Linked DNA regions of Mus musculus: regions 2, 3 and 4 are each linked to region 1. The links are chromatin contacts, called in public Hi-C and promoter capture Hi-C maps. All regions are on one chromosome and are shown on one strand. The core of a region is the stretch at or near the end of the contact, and the rest is flanking DNA. Distances in the headings are between cores, read along the strand shown. Region 1 holds the start of Adamts6 (a disintegrin-like and metallopeptidase (reprolysin type) with thrombospondin type 1 motif, 6). Region 2 overlaps Adamts6 (a disintegrin-like and metallopeptidase (reprolysin type) with thrombospondin type 1 motif, 6). Region 3 overlaps Adamts6 (a disintegrin-like and metallopeptidase (reprolysin type) with thrombospondin type 1 motif, 6). Region 4 has its middle 250 kb from the start of Adamts6.

What was found. Promoter capture Hi-C pulls out the DNA fragments that hold promoters and counts their contacts. A called contact is a pair of places that touch in the nucleus more often than the background predicts.
Region 2: a promoter capture Hi-C map of liver shows a contact between it and region 1, with 8 times the contacts expected there. The contact joins the enhancer-like site here to the promoter of Adamts6 in region 1. A contact is called at or near these places in 12 of 39 promoter capture datasets (the 3T3-L1 cell line, the C10 cell line, cranial neural crest and 7 more), 1 of 15 datasets of contacts at CTCF or cohesin (pro-B cells), 8 of 484 Hi-C or Micro-C datasets (the HL-1 cell line, the N1E-115 cell line, cerebellar granule neurons and 4 more), 10 of 115 datasets of contacts at active chromatin or transcription factors (the 230-238 cell line, acute myeloid leukemia, bone marrow-derived macrophages and 6 more) and 4 of 9 other capture datasets (adipose tissue, liver, macrophages and 1 more).
Region 3: a contact with region 1 is called in a Hi-C map of pancreatic cancer cells, with 2.6 times the contacts expected there. The contact joins the enhancer-like site here to the promoter of Adamts6 in region 1. A contact is called at or near these places in 11 of 39 promoter capture datasets (the 3T3-L1 cell line, 3T3-L1-derived adipocytes, the C10 cell line and 7 more), 10 of 484 Hi-C or Micro-C datasets (the 63-12 cell line, the C10 cell line, the C2C12 cell line and 6 more), 10 of 115 datasets of contacts at active chromatin or transcription factors (the 230-238 cell line, acute myeloid leukemia, bone marrow-derived macrophages and 6 more) and 4 of 9 other capture datasets (adipose tissue, liver, macrophages and 1 more).
Region 4: a Hi-C map of the N1E-115 cell line shows a contact between it and region 1, with 5 times the contacts expected there. The contact joins the enhancer-like site here to the promoter of Adamts6 in region 1. A contact is called at or near these places in 12 of 39 promoter capture datasets (the 3T3-L1 cell line, the C10 cell line, the HPC-7 cell line and 8 more), 3 of 484 Hi-C or Micro-C datasets (the G1E-ER4 cell line, the N1E-115 cell line and Th1 cells), 3 of 115 datasets of contacts at active chromatin or transcription factors (the 230-238 cell line and large pre-B cells) and 3 of 9 other capture datasets (adipose tissue, liver and pancreatic islet).

What each region holds. Positions count from the first base shown.
Region 1 is chr13:104,285,990-104,289,331 of GRCm38.p6, forward strand. Adamts6 (a disintegrin-like and metallopeptidase (reprolysin type) with thrombospondin type 1 motif, 6) reads left to right here and starts at 1,846. Exons shown (of 25, transcript NM_001081020.2): 1 at 1,846-2,011.
Region 2 is chr13:104,492,217-104,495,555 of GRCm38.p6, forward strand. Adamts6 (a disintegrin-like and metallopeptidase (reprolysin type) with thrombospondin type 1 motif, 6) reads left to right here. Exons shown (of 25, transcript NM_001081020.2): 25 at 1,379-3,339. The coding sequence ends at 1,488. Among named protein-coding and RNA genes, the nearest start is that of Adamts6, 210 kb to the left of the region's middle. Within about 2 kb of position 1,440, at least 16 of the 459 cell types and tissues checked have an H3K27ac peak or open chromatin away from gene starts, as enhancers often do. A contact at or near this core is called in the HL-1 cell line and liver, where this site is marked.
Region 3 is chr13:104,458,815-104,462,258 of GRCm38.p6, forward strand. It overlaps Adamts6 (a disintegrin-like and metallopeptidase (reprolysin type) with thrombospondin type 1 motif, 6), which reads left to right. Exons shown (of 25, transcript NM_001081020.2): 21 at 3,414-3,444. Among named protein-coding and RNA genes, the nearest start is that of Adamts6, 170 kb to the left of the region's middle. Within about 2 kb of position 1,672, at least 33 of the 459 cell types and tissues checked have an H3K27ac peak or open chromatin away from gene starts, as enhancers often do. A contact at or near this core is called in the C2C12 cell line, adipose-derived mesenchymal stem cells, embryonic fibroblasts and 2 more, where this site is marked.
Region 4 is chr13:104,540,115-104,543,183 of GRCm38.p6, forward strand. No RefSeq gene overlaps it. Among named protein-coding and RNA genes, the nearest start is that of Adamts6, 250 kb to the left of the region's middle. Within about 2 kb of position 1,302, at least 60 of the 459 cell types and tissues checked have an H3K27ac peak or open chromatin away from gene starts, as enhancers often do. A contact at or near this core is called in the G1E-ER4 cell line and the N1E-115 cell line, where this site is marked.

The DNA.
Region 1 (3,342 bases), core at 596-3,095:
CTTAGGACTTGGAAAGTGCAGTGGGCATATTTTTTCTCTATGGTTTAATGCCAGGGGCTTTTTCCTGGTAAATGAAAGTGAAAGTGCTATGTCGGGGTGGTATTTTATCTTTAAAGGCTGAACTGGCAGCTGATGTGGAGGGGGAGGTGGGATTGGAAAGCAAGAAGAACCGGTTCTAAATGTTTTGTTTGTTTATCTTGAGATCTCAGCAGGGCTCCCGTGTTGTCGCTGCGGCCCCCACCCCCAACCTTTTTAGGGGGCTGACTTAGGCTTTATTTTCTTTTGAGCAATCATTGAAGTTTCTTTCAATCTACTACAAACAAGCAAAAACAAACAAACAAACAAACAAACAAAAACAACTAAAACACCCCCCCCCCCCGCCCCCTCACTTGTGGCTTTCCCTGGTGCAGTTTAAAACACCATCTAGTCTCTCATCTGGAAATAATGCAATACTCCCCACCCCCTTTTCCTTTTATAGGTCCACATAACCTGAAGTCGATAATCACATGGAAAATGTGCAGGTCTCAATTTCGTTTCCTTTTTATTCTTTTGGTGGTATTTTCACTTGTTGAAGTATATATTCAACACACAGGCGTTTTGTTCATGTCTTTAAGTCTTGAAATTTTGCTCTACTGATCTGACTCCTTACATGACAAAATTTATGAATAACTTTTAAATATTTACTGCAGAAATTAAAATAAAACAAACAAACAAAAGTCAGAGAATGACACCAAAAATTCTAACAGTGACATTAGTCTACCCACCCCATCCCCCACCCCCTACCCCGTGCCTTTCCTTTTTCCAAGAAACTGTAAATAACAAACCAGACAAGACTCCGCAAGAGGTTAGAGGAGGAGGAAATAGGCGGGGTGGGTTAGGGGAGAGAGGTTAGAGGGCCGGAGTTTCTCTCATTCACAGGGTGGAAAAGTTGACATTGTCTAAGCCCTTCTGAATGGCTGGTGGTTGGATACCCCGATTGTACCTCTACTTCCCCTCCCCCTCCACGTGACGACCCAGGACACATGCGCACCCGACGCAGCCGAGGCACATCTGCAGACTGACGTCAGTTTGTTCTGCCTCTGAGGAAAGCTGCCAAAATTTTCTTCTGCTGCAATTGAAGTTGGCTTGGGGCCGGCAGTGAGCTCGAGGGCTACTTCAACAAAACTTTTCCTGCCCTTCCTGCTCCTCTTGTCTTCTCTCTCCTGATACCTTTTGATGCTCTGCACATGTTATTTGCATAGCAAAGGCACTAAGCTGTCCAGGAAGAGAGGGCACCACTTCCACCCCTAATAAGCCTTTCCCCTCCTCTTTCTTTTTTCCTTTTTTTTTTTTTTTGAGGGGGGGTGGGTGGGGGGAGGGAGGGAGTTGGGGGTTGCAAAGCACTTCTCAGGTTGATAGCCTTGGATGTATTGAACGGATTTTTTTCTTTTCTTTTCTTTTTTTCTTTTCTTTTCTTTTTTTTTTTTTTTAACTGCCAAATCGGAAAGTCTGTTCTTTAAAACTCCAGTTAGCGAGACTATAGGGTTTTATTCTGGCTGCAGAATAACTGGCTGGTGTGGCTTTGCAAGGGGGGGCGGGCAGGCAAAAAGAAAAGACAGAAAAGAATACGTGAGTCGTCCAGTGCAATCTCTATTGTTTGAAATTTACTTTTTATCAGAATTTGAAGATGAAAACGGTAAGGAAGACTTCACAATATTCAATGAAACCTTAAAAAAAAAAACCCAACAACTTGTGCTTTGCTTATCTTCCGAAAAACGCTTAGATATTCTCTCTCTGTCTCTCTCTCCCTCTCCCTCTCCCTCTCTCCCCTTCTCTCCCTCTCTCTCTCTCCCTCCCCCTCTTCTCTCTCTCTCTCTCTCTCTCTCTCTCTCTCTCTCTCTCACTCTCTGTGTTGTGTCTGCGCGCGCGTGCGTGCTTTATGGCAAGAAGTGAGTTTCACTAAACTCACATTACAGATAGAAATCTTTTAAACTCTAGTCTACTCGTGGATGTAAAATTCCGGGGCTTACAGGTATTTTATAATGTGAAAATACGCGCTTATTGTATGAATTTGCATGTTGTGCGAAGTGGACTTGATTATGATCATCGTGGACTTTTAACTAATCACCAGATAGCGTGGAGAAGGTAATGATGATGTGTGTTTTTAATCGATTTCCAGACTTATGAAATTGCCTTCTGAGAATCCGTTTCATGTCAGTGTCTTTAGTATTCAGACAAGTGCATATTTCATGCCTGTGCTCTCAGGGTAGCAGTAGTGTGCTGGCTGAGCACCGATGCTCTAGGATATGTTAAGCTCTTAATAGGCTAATCAAAGAGATGAAAGCGTGTGGTTTTGATTTACTTTTGCCCACTTGGGCCATGCTAGACTCATAACTCTCTGGAGCCTTGTTTATCAGAGTATGTCTGTATATATGGTATATAAGACTGAAGTTCAGTGACTGGGGAGAGAGAACAAGAGTGCTGAAGGGAGTATTGGAAAATCTTTCTGATAATATATGCTATAATTCATGTTTTTGATAAGCTGTCCACTTGTATTAGGGGCAAAGAGAGCAAGCCAGAGTAAGAAAGCACACTGAGAGGGAACAAGAGAGTAAGTTTCTTACTCTTGTTTTTATTTGAGCTGCTGGTGCAACGCGTTTGGGCCAAATGCCAACTGTCTGGGTCACACGCGTTTTATCCAAATAGATTTAGCGCTGCTGTCTGGAAATGGGCTGCTGAATGTTAACTTTAGGATCAACTCAACCAGGGCAGCTCAGACTGTTACCCTCTGTCTGGATGAGGTGGAATGGGAAGGGGGGTTGTGTGTGGGAGGGTGTGCAGAGAAGAGGGGAGAAAAGGGAAACCAAACCATTGCTTGGAACTTTAAAAAAATACACTGAATATAATTTTCAATTTACTCTCTTGTGTTCAGAATTTTTGTACTATTTTTTCTTTCTTTTTCATTTCTTTTCTTAAGATTATTTTGATTAGACTGAACTATTTAGTGGTGAATTTGGAGCCCTTAAAATTCATGACAGGGAAAGAAAGGCAATGTAAAACTTAAAGGCGTCTTAGAAAATTAATTTTGAAGATGATTATTTTCCCCAAAGCAGCAGTGCAGCCTTGTTTATATTAACCTGATGCTTACATGTGAATAGTAGTGATGTTTTTGGAGTGTGCTACATTAAAGCAAATCATTCATTTATCACAACTGGCAGCAAATTTTTCTGTGTAGTTATATTAATATTTTTTGTTATTCCTCAGAGTAAATCTTCCAATCATTTAAGACTGAAATATTGTAAATAATTTTTATGTTTAGTCTAAAAACCTGCAAAATTTCTCTCTATTCTTGTCTGTTTTTAC
Region 2 (3,339 bases), core at 190-2,689, 210 kb after region 1:
ATTTTAAAAAATCTGTTCACAAAGTCGAAATCAAAGGGTTAAAATGTCTGTATTTACTCACATTTTGCTCAACTCAATTTTCCAGATCTAACATATCTTCCAAAAATGGAGTCATGATTCTTCCAATAAAGTTGTAACCCAAAGAATATTGCTCTCTCTTTGGTCTCCAAGCTGATTTGTGTCTCTGGGGGCAATATTTTCTCAGCAGTGATTGAAATCTGTATCTTCATTGAGAAGGTTACCGTTCATCCTCTTGCTTCCTTCCTAAAGTCAGGCATGAGGGACACTAATCCCTAATTACCAGTGACAGCAGCAGCACTTCTGTCTCCTCCACTTACCGTTCTCCACTCTGCAGAAGATGGTGCACTGCCGTCTGATTTCCTTTCTCAGTGCAAGCTTAAATGTGACGTCTTCATGCCCCTCCTTACATCTTTCAACTTTTGCACTGTTTAAAATGCAGGAGTCTGAATTGCCTTAAGTAGTTTCTCAGGATACTTCAGTATAATCCGGTGGAGGAATGTGAAAATTTAATTACTGTGTTCCCAAATAATTTTAAACCCCCAAATAAAATAACTATAATACTGGAGAGGAGTCACCTTTGCAGTAATGTGTTGTACTGATGGAAGAGGAAGGTGTGGCTTCTGTCAAAATGCTCAGTCCCCGTGGGAGGTGAGGGAAAGACTCGTTCACCTTCTGGTTGCAAGAGCTGCATACTGCAGCTGTGGGCACTCTAACACTGGTGAGAAAATACAAACAGGAGCAAAGAAGGCCATAGCTCACTTCCAAATTAAAAAAAAAAAAAAAGACGTTTCTACGTTTCCAAAGCCCACAGGCTGCTGTCCTCGGAGGCCAGCCCCTCACAGCTCTCCTTCTGGTAGTGGAGCTGCTGGGTCCAGACCACTGTCTGCCATCCTTTGCATGCAGTATTACTGAGAGACGTGTGGACTTCAGTATCAAACAATGTAACTCATGTTTGATTCTGGATAACCTTACACATTGAATAAAATAACCCTTGAGAAAGAAGCAATAAAAGCACTGTAAGAAAAATGACTCATGTGTCCAAGATGTCTAAAATGATCACTCATCCCAACAAATGGCAATTCTTTCAAGACACAGTGGGCATGCACCACACTTATAAAAGTCTGGGAGAAAAGCCTTGCATTTTTTAAAAATTGTGTTAAAATATACCAAAAGAATGTTTCTGGTAGGCTGTTCCAGACAGTGTGCTTAAAAACAAAAACAAAATCTTTTTTTAAAAAAGTCACAGGAACATACACGTGAAGGTAGATCAGCCAGTGGCATCCCTGTTAGCTGGGCAGGCTTATCAGCTTGTTTATGTGACTCTAATTGTTTCCCACTTTCTGCCTCCATTTGCTAGAGTGCAAAGATGTGAACAAAGTGGCTTATTGCCCACTGGTGCTGAAGTTCAAGTTCTGCAGTCGAGCATACTTCAGACAGATGTGTTGTAAGACCTGCCAAGGACACTGACCCGCAGAAAGCCAGAGAGTCCTGTCATTTCATCGTGGAAATGCGTCCATCAAAGAGAACCACCCAGAGGAAGTGGATGGATGTCCTTACAAAAGCATTACCCTGTGGAAAATGTAACCACTGGTCAGCCCCAGCTGACAGGATTTCAATATTATTTTAACTTCTGTGAAGTGGGATTTATTGATCCAAAGTGCTGGACACGGTATCAGGAGGGACTGCCAGATCTGAGAGATCCAAACAACACAGGAAACTTGCTTACTGTGGAGCGTTTGTGTTCTTTCGAGTAAATCTAACAGCCTGTTTACCTCCCTGGACCATTAAGATAATTTTTATTATGGACTTAGCAATGACACTGAATCCATTTGTATTTAAGACTGTTTAAAATGTAGTTATTATGACTTGGTTAACTATGAAAGTAGAAGAGATTCAGAATTCTTAAGTCATAGCTTAAAAATATTTACTACTCTTTATCACACCACAATAGCACCACGATTTAAATTATAAAATGGGCTTTAAACTGTAATTTAAGAAACAATTATAAATCAAAAGTAATGAAAGTGTGTATTATTTTTCTTTGTCCCACTCAGTTTCCTTAGGAATAACCCCTGTTCTGAGCACTGCTGTGAGCCATGTATAAACTCTATTAAACAGTGAGGGACTTGGTTTGAAGCTGCGCAGCAATTGCTGCAGCTGTGCAAGTCTATAAACTCAGTGCTAAGAGTCTGTGGCCAACTTGCCATTGTGCAAGGGAGGCTGAGATTTCCATTAAAACTTTAAGAGAAAAACATTTCAATTTCATGCAGAAGCCAGACCTAAGGCATGGCAGAGACTGAAGCACCAGGCCCTTGCAGCCGTCAGTGGGATGCCTTATTTGAGTCACCGAGACTCCTTCGTGTTTACATCCCCACCAGCCACAGATCAGCTTCTGCCCTGCTCGGCTGTTGCATGCATGGTGAGCTTATGGAGATGATGCCATGCGGAAAGATAAGCTGGCTTAGTAATAACCAGGCAGGCCCTTTACCATTTGCTGACAGTCCGATGGGTTCCAGATGTCCCTTCTTTGATATGGTAGAAGGGCATTTATTTATATGAGAGCAAGTGTATACGTGTGTGTATGTGTGTGTGTGTGCAGACATTCCTGAGTGGGGAAACAGGTGAGTTTGCTTGCATATAAATGTGCTGTTTCTGTGAGTTTTAAAGTAGGGAAGGATAACAACCAAAGAAGAAAAGCTCCATGAAGAAAGATCACAAACTATAAGTTTAGAAGTCACATAATTTTTATAGATATTCTAAATGGCAGTTAAATGTGAAACCCGGTTTCCTAGGCGAGTCAGGCTCTAAAGGCATACCTTACAGAACTGAAATGACTCGCGTGGGCCTTCCCACCTTCACGCTTCACACGTTGCCATCAAAAGATTCAACAACTAGATTGTTTAAGGGTTCTTGTTTATGTTAATGCTTCGTACTTGAACACTTGTAGCGTGTAGTAGGTTGTTGGTGAATGTGCTTTGTGTCAAGCACACCTCCTTAGTCCTTCACGTATGTGCCCCGTACACACAGCATCATCGAAAACACAAACTAAATGGCTACTTGGTAACAAAGAAAATATTTTCATTTAAGAGCATGTCTCACTTATCTACCACTGTGCTCTGAAGCTAGATTTTGGTGTGTCACCTATGTGGTGACCTTAGAAAGGCTGTCACCAAAGGCCTCCTCAGCTTCTTGCTTGCTATGTACAGGTGGCCTGGATGTTAGCCCACACTCCAGTGTGACCAGCCATATCTTCATTCCCTGCTTCTTTCTCAGTATCATCCCCTAAGTTCTCCAGAGGAGGCTATCAGTGATACAAAG
Region 3 (3,444 bases), core at 422-2,921, 170 kb after region 1:
TCCTGGTTGTGTCAGAACTCCTCAGAGTCCAGCTGTCTCTGGGATGCTGTGATTCTGGGATCCTGGGATCCTGGGATCCTGGATGTGTCAGAGCTCCTGGGAGTCAAGCTTCCTCTGGGACCCTGAGATTCTGGTGTGACCAAGCCCCTGGGTGTATTAGAGCGCCTGGGAGTGGAATTTCCTCTTGGTGTTGTGGGACTGGCTGCAGAGTTCAGGCCCAAGATCTGATCAGGGCACCAACTCAGACTGGAAGGAACCAATGGCACTGGTCGGGCAGGGTTCCTGCATCCCTAGATCCCGCTGGTCCCAATTACTCCCGGTGGTGCTGGAACAGATGTTGTGTCATCCTCACCTCTGATCCTCTGATCCTGGGTGTGTTAGAGCGCCTGGGACTGGAGCTTCCTCTGGGTGTTGTGGGACTGGCTGCCATATGGAAACATTCTAAACTCCATTTTTCTTGTTCACTTAGATTATTTCCATTGTATTTTCTACTTTCTGAAGTTAAAAGTTATATTCACCTTTAATTAAACACTGTGTTTAAAAATCAATCCATTTAGGTTCATTTGTTTATGGTTATCCTGTTAATACTGACTTAAGATCAAAACAGAAAAGCAATCAACCTGCCAAGTGTACGGATACAAGCTGAAAATATGAACGCTATTAAATGAACACAATGTAATGCTGTGGGGTGATTTGAAATATGTTAATGCCACATTGGTACAGCATTTTAGAAGAAAATTAATGAGTGTAAGGAAAAATATCTTTGTAAAATATAAAATAATTTTAGTTATCTTTTCGAGGACATTAATTTTCATTTATCAAAAAATAGCATATTGAAATTATAAAAACCTAGAAGCCCCTTAGTTCCTAGTTCTTAAGGATATATGGAATGTACAGCCAAAGATGAGTCAACTTTTAATGCTTAATATGAAGTTCAAAATTGTTTAAGAAGCACAAGTGTCTTATATTTTGTTCGGAGTGAATGATACAGCAACCACATTGAGGTGGCAGATTTTCTTGTGAGCCTATGTATTGTTAAGGTACAGTCGCTGGGTCTTAATAACCAAAGAGATCTAGTCTCCAGAACAATGACATGAGACTATTCTCAATATTTATTTGATTCACTGTGGTTTTGCCTGTTTTCTTAAGTTTTAACAGTAAATATTACCTAGAAAACATTTTTGAAAATACATACATAGCTATAATTTATATAAAAGTGAAATGTAAATATCTACTAATTACTTATACTAGTCTGACCTGAGATTCAAGCTGCATAGGGCCTGCTTTAAAAATAAAGGCTGCTTTAAGCAAATGCATTTGTAATGCTCTCTTAAAGACACTGAACTTTTATCTTAACTTTTAGAAACTAACTTACAGTTTCTGTCACTGAAATTAAGCAGCATAGACTCCATTTCATAGTTTCAATGTTTATTCTGAGAATCAACCGACATATTGTATTAAAGGCCAGCATTTTTGTTCCAAGAGTAGCCACATTTAATGCCTTTTAGAAATACATGCTAAACCTAAAAAAGTGATGCCTGCTCTTGATATAAACAAACATTTCCTTCAACTGGATATATTGCTTTTTGTAGCAATGTCAGTAGCTGAGCCCTGTGACTAACAGTGGAGGTATGTGACTAGGTAGCCACATGGCTATAGTTATCTGCCCACAGGAATGACACAATGCAGAGGTAATGTGATGAAACATGGAGCATCTGAGAGCGGATCACAGCTATGCTTCTTGTGAATCATTCTTCCCTCAAACATTTAATTTCAATAGTTAAAAAATTCCACTGCTGTCATTTGCTATTCTAGGGATTGGGAGGGAATGAATACAACCTTAAGACATTTGCCAGTAAACTGTTGGACTATATTTTAGACCCCTAAAAACATGTTACTGAAGGTGATCCTAGGAGTCTTGAGTCACTGAAAGCAATAAGATATACCTTCTTCAACAACTCACCATTGAGATGGTAGCTACAGAAGTTAGTCTGCTGAGATCAATAGACTTAATAGATTTTCCTATCAATCTCTTATATTCAAAGGGATTAGTTGAATGTGACCAACACAAGACAACTGATTCATGCCCGAGACATAAGCAGCCTTGGGAGAAGCCTAGTTCTTCCCGGGAAATTTTCCTTCATCAAAAGATCCTTTTTCATAAGAACTCCCACGTTTGTGAACAAATTTCTTTTTAAAAATAGGTTATTACATTTTAAAAATAACCAGAAGAAAAGAAGAGATGGATGGAAAGAGGGAGACAGGTAGGCAGGTAGACTGATGGAAGAACATATAGAATTAGCTGGTATGTAAATCTGTGCTTCCCTGAATGCTGTGAGTGCTGCTTTTACATTCACCTTTTGTGTCCATAGGGAAGGGGAGGGGAAGTTCAGGAAAGAGCTTCCCTTCTGCTTTGATGCCCATTTCCAAGATGAAATTGTTAATAATGAATGAATGACGCCTTTCGTATGATCTGAAACTTGCTTTTCTCTGATATTGTGAAATATGTCTCCTTGCTTGATTCCTGATACTAAAGCAAAATGGTTATATATTAAATCTCTTCACAAAGGATGTTTATAAATAAAAGTCTGTGTGTGTGTGTGTGTGTGTGTGTGTGTGTGTGTGATTGCATTTTGTGAAGTATGACCAAGTTGTAGTGGATATGTCTGCTAATAATCATAAGCATATGCATAAGAATTTTGTAAATTGTAAAATGAGAATGTTTTTAGTTATGCTAATAAGTCACATGGACTAATATTTAAGAACAAAATAAGCATTTTGTAAATTAATATTACAACAAACTATGTATTTTACCTTTGACAGTGGTATAATCAAAAGGTATCCAAGTCTGTTACAATAAAACAGACCAGTTTCTTGCAGTCCAAAAGTGGTCCATTACCTCTAACTTGATGAGCTCTTAGAAAGATGCAATCATAAATGGAAGGAAATAAGTGAAATGTGTGGATGTGATATATTCATAATTTAAAATGACCTTGTTTTATCCTGTCCTATAAAATGTCAGAAAGTAAATTAGTCCCTGTTGCTTTGTTTTTAAATACATATGCATATGCATGCATTGTCTTATACTAAAATGTATATTAATACATTTTATATCCTATTTTGGAAAATTCAAGGATTTTTTTAAGGAAACCATGAAGATGTACATAAAATGGAAACATTAATTGCAGCTTCAAAACATCTGTGGTTCTGAATACGAAAACAATTATTTTTGTCTAAAGTTTGACTATAATCGGCAACACTTCTGTCCTGTTTAGAGAACTAGACAAGTGTTTCAGAGCAGATAGGACAGCAGTGATCCAGTGAGCTTGGCTTCCCAGATGAAAGCAATACTTGCCTCACCTTTTGGAAGGGAAACTACTCTCCAATTAAGGATGCCATTCCTTTTTTTAAAGGTGTCCAAAGACAAGAAGTGGTCTGTAAAAG
Region 4 (3,069 bases), core at 52-2,551, 250 kb after region 1:
TTCACAGGAGTGTCCTGTGGCTTGCCTTTCGATTGACTCCAGAGCCAATCAAGTTGACAACCCATTATACTAGCTATTAATCTTAATAGTGTGTGATGGATAGAGCATACCGAAATTAGGAAGAGACAAAGCGCTTGGAGAGGCCCAAAGGGGAAGATTTTGAAAAAGTGGGTAAGATTTAACAGCTCGGGAGTAGGGCAAGGCAAAGAGATACAGCTTAGGGATTTCATGCACAAAGGAGGGACTATTCCAGAGTATTAAGGAGACAAGCCTTGCTAGATCACTATAGAAGGCAACCGTGCAACAGAGTAACACTTCAAATGCTATGTTAAAACAAGTAATAATTAACGTCAGTGAACAGGGAGCCTTTCCTGCTGAGACTCTAAAAAACAAAATCATTGTCTAGTTTTACCAATTTTTCCTTCAAGGCGTCTGGTCTCTTTGAGATCTGTCTCTGCTATCTAAGGTCTACCCTGTAATACTGTGTTTCTATTTGTTTTTTGTTGTTGTTGTTGTTTTTTAAGAAACAAAGTGTTAGTTATGACCCTGCACTTGTGGCGTCTGGCTCTGTTAGGAAGCTGCCTGCAACAGGTAGTTGTTTTCTTTGCTTCCGTCCCATTACTTCCAGTAACATCCTTCAGGGACCCTGTGAAACAATTCCCCTTCTCCTGATGTTTATAATCTGAGGGTGCTTATGGAGTTTCAACATTCCCTCTGCTTTGAGCCCAGCCAAGGTATACATGCTTAATACCTTTAATCTCTCCCCCTAAGTCACTCCCTCTGGTCCCTTAATCATCTTAATTGCTCTTCTCTGAAACACAGCCAGCTCATTATGTTCATCTTCCTTGGGAGGCAATGAGGAACATAGTATTCCCCTTGTGGTCTCCCAGGGCTCATATATTACCTCCCAGTTTCATCATCCAGGGCCGGACATGTGCAGCCACACCCCTCCGCTGTCCCCACCCACCCACACAGTGCACCCCGGCCCCCTGTAAATCCCGTATTTCACCAGGTTATCTCTGTATTTCCAGGTGGCCTGCTCCAAAACTTGGAAAGCATGTTGGCTACAGACAGATCGCATCCTGGGGTGGGGAGGAAGGGGAGGGGTGTCTCTTACTGGAGAAGGTGGCCCAGGACCAGGCCGAGTATCTGGAAAACTGCAACTAAGCTTGTGTAAGACAACCTTGAAAGGGGAGAGGCTGCAGTCTGCCCACAGAATTAGGCTGCAGCCTGCCGTGAGTGCTATGGCCTGCTGGGCTGTGAGAGCCTACAGAAAGAGGCAACGCCAGGGGTACAGCTCTGCTCTTTATGTCTCCTCTCTATCTTCTCCTACCTAAGTGTATTCATAGCCCTTGGCTGTTACTGTGTAGCTTTATGAGGAGAAATGCAAAGTGAACCAGATTACAAAGATCCTGTTTCAAGATCTGTTATCACCCTGTGGATAGAAACCTCCAGAAGCCCGAGCCTTTTGGAAGCAGTGGTCTTGTTTCTTAAAGCTTTGAACACACACACACACACACACACACACACACACACGCACGCACGCACGCACGCACGCACGCACGCACGCACGCACGCACGCACACACACGCACGCACACGCACACGCACGCGCGCGAACACACAACTTTGCTACTCTAAGGCCCTGAAGTTAAAAGTTAAACTGACTTTGAGGAACCCAGATGTTTGGGTCGCAGAAGGTTGGCATGGGGACACACCTGGGGCTTCCTTGAGCGTCTGGAAGAAAATAGAAAAAGAAGAGGTGGCTCACAACCATCCCCTAACTCAAGCCGCAGGGGATCCAATGTCGAGTTCTGACCTCTGAGCACATAGGGCCCATACATACACGCAGGCAAAACACTCATACACAGAAAACATAAATAGATCTAAATAACTTTTTAAAAAAGAGTTTTAAAGAAATTCCAGGAGGATGTTCCCATTGTGAAGAGCAGAGTTGATAAGAGGTAGCGGGTCTTTGGTCCAGAGACCTGCAAAGGAGGAAGCAGAGAGGGTGTGGGACGGGGCTCGTGCCTGCTGCCCTGGAACGTTCTAAGGCCAGGGGCTTCGTTCCACTTTTTATTGAAACCTTGAAAGGCCTTAGCCGGAGTGCCTGGTGGAGGCAAGACCACAGGGCTGGCAAATCCTGCTGCCAGCCTTCTTAAGGACTCTGCTCTGGGTGAAGTGTCTCCTTCTTTCCCTTCACTTACAAGAACACTTAGGTACAGGGAAACTACAGAGCAAGGTTTCTTCTAGCTGGGTGTCTTGAGTACCCGAGGCATGGTGAGGAGAGGGGAGGGGAGGAGAGAGAGGAAGGAGATGAGAAGGAGGAGGAGGAGGAGGAGGAGAAGGAAGGGGAGGAGACTTGGAGAAGGGAGAGAGGAAAAAGGAACTACCTAGAGAATCTGTGGCAAGAGGAGGAAGGACCTAAGCTCTGCTTCCTTCCTCCTTCCTGCCCCTCCAGCATGGGTCTGCCCTGCAGTAGGCCAGAGTGCTTCCTTGCTCGGAAGACTAGTGAGCCTACTGTTGCAGCCTTTCCAGTCCCTTGGGTTCTCTGGAAAGGAACTCTTGAGAGCAGGAAAGGGAAAAGTTCCCACGTCAGGAAGAACGGCTACCATTTCCGGTCTCTTGCTTTGCCCCTCTAGACTTGGCACGTGTTCAGCTACAGGAGAAATCCTCATATGAGTCGAGGGAAGTCTGATGGAGTAGAAATGGAAGATGCAGTGAGTTCAGATCACCTAAGGCAGCCACTAGAATTCCCAACGTGAGGTGCCTCCCCACTAACAGCAGCGCTCTCCTTTTCTGGAGGAGTTTACAAGATGTGCTCTGAACACCAGAGTTAAATAGTAGTCTCCCTCTGTAAGCAGTGTCTCTTAAGTAGGGTTTACATTTGGGATTAATAGTAAACTCCTTAGGCCTCACTGACAGAAGAATGCAGTTTGCCCAAATAAACAATCTTCCCATCAGATCTTAGGGACCAAACTTTGTCTTCCTAGCAAGGAGCATTTCCCAACTCTGAAGTCATTTGTAATGTGCTGGGAAGACGGTTTCAAAAAAAAAAAAAATGGATATC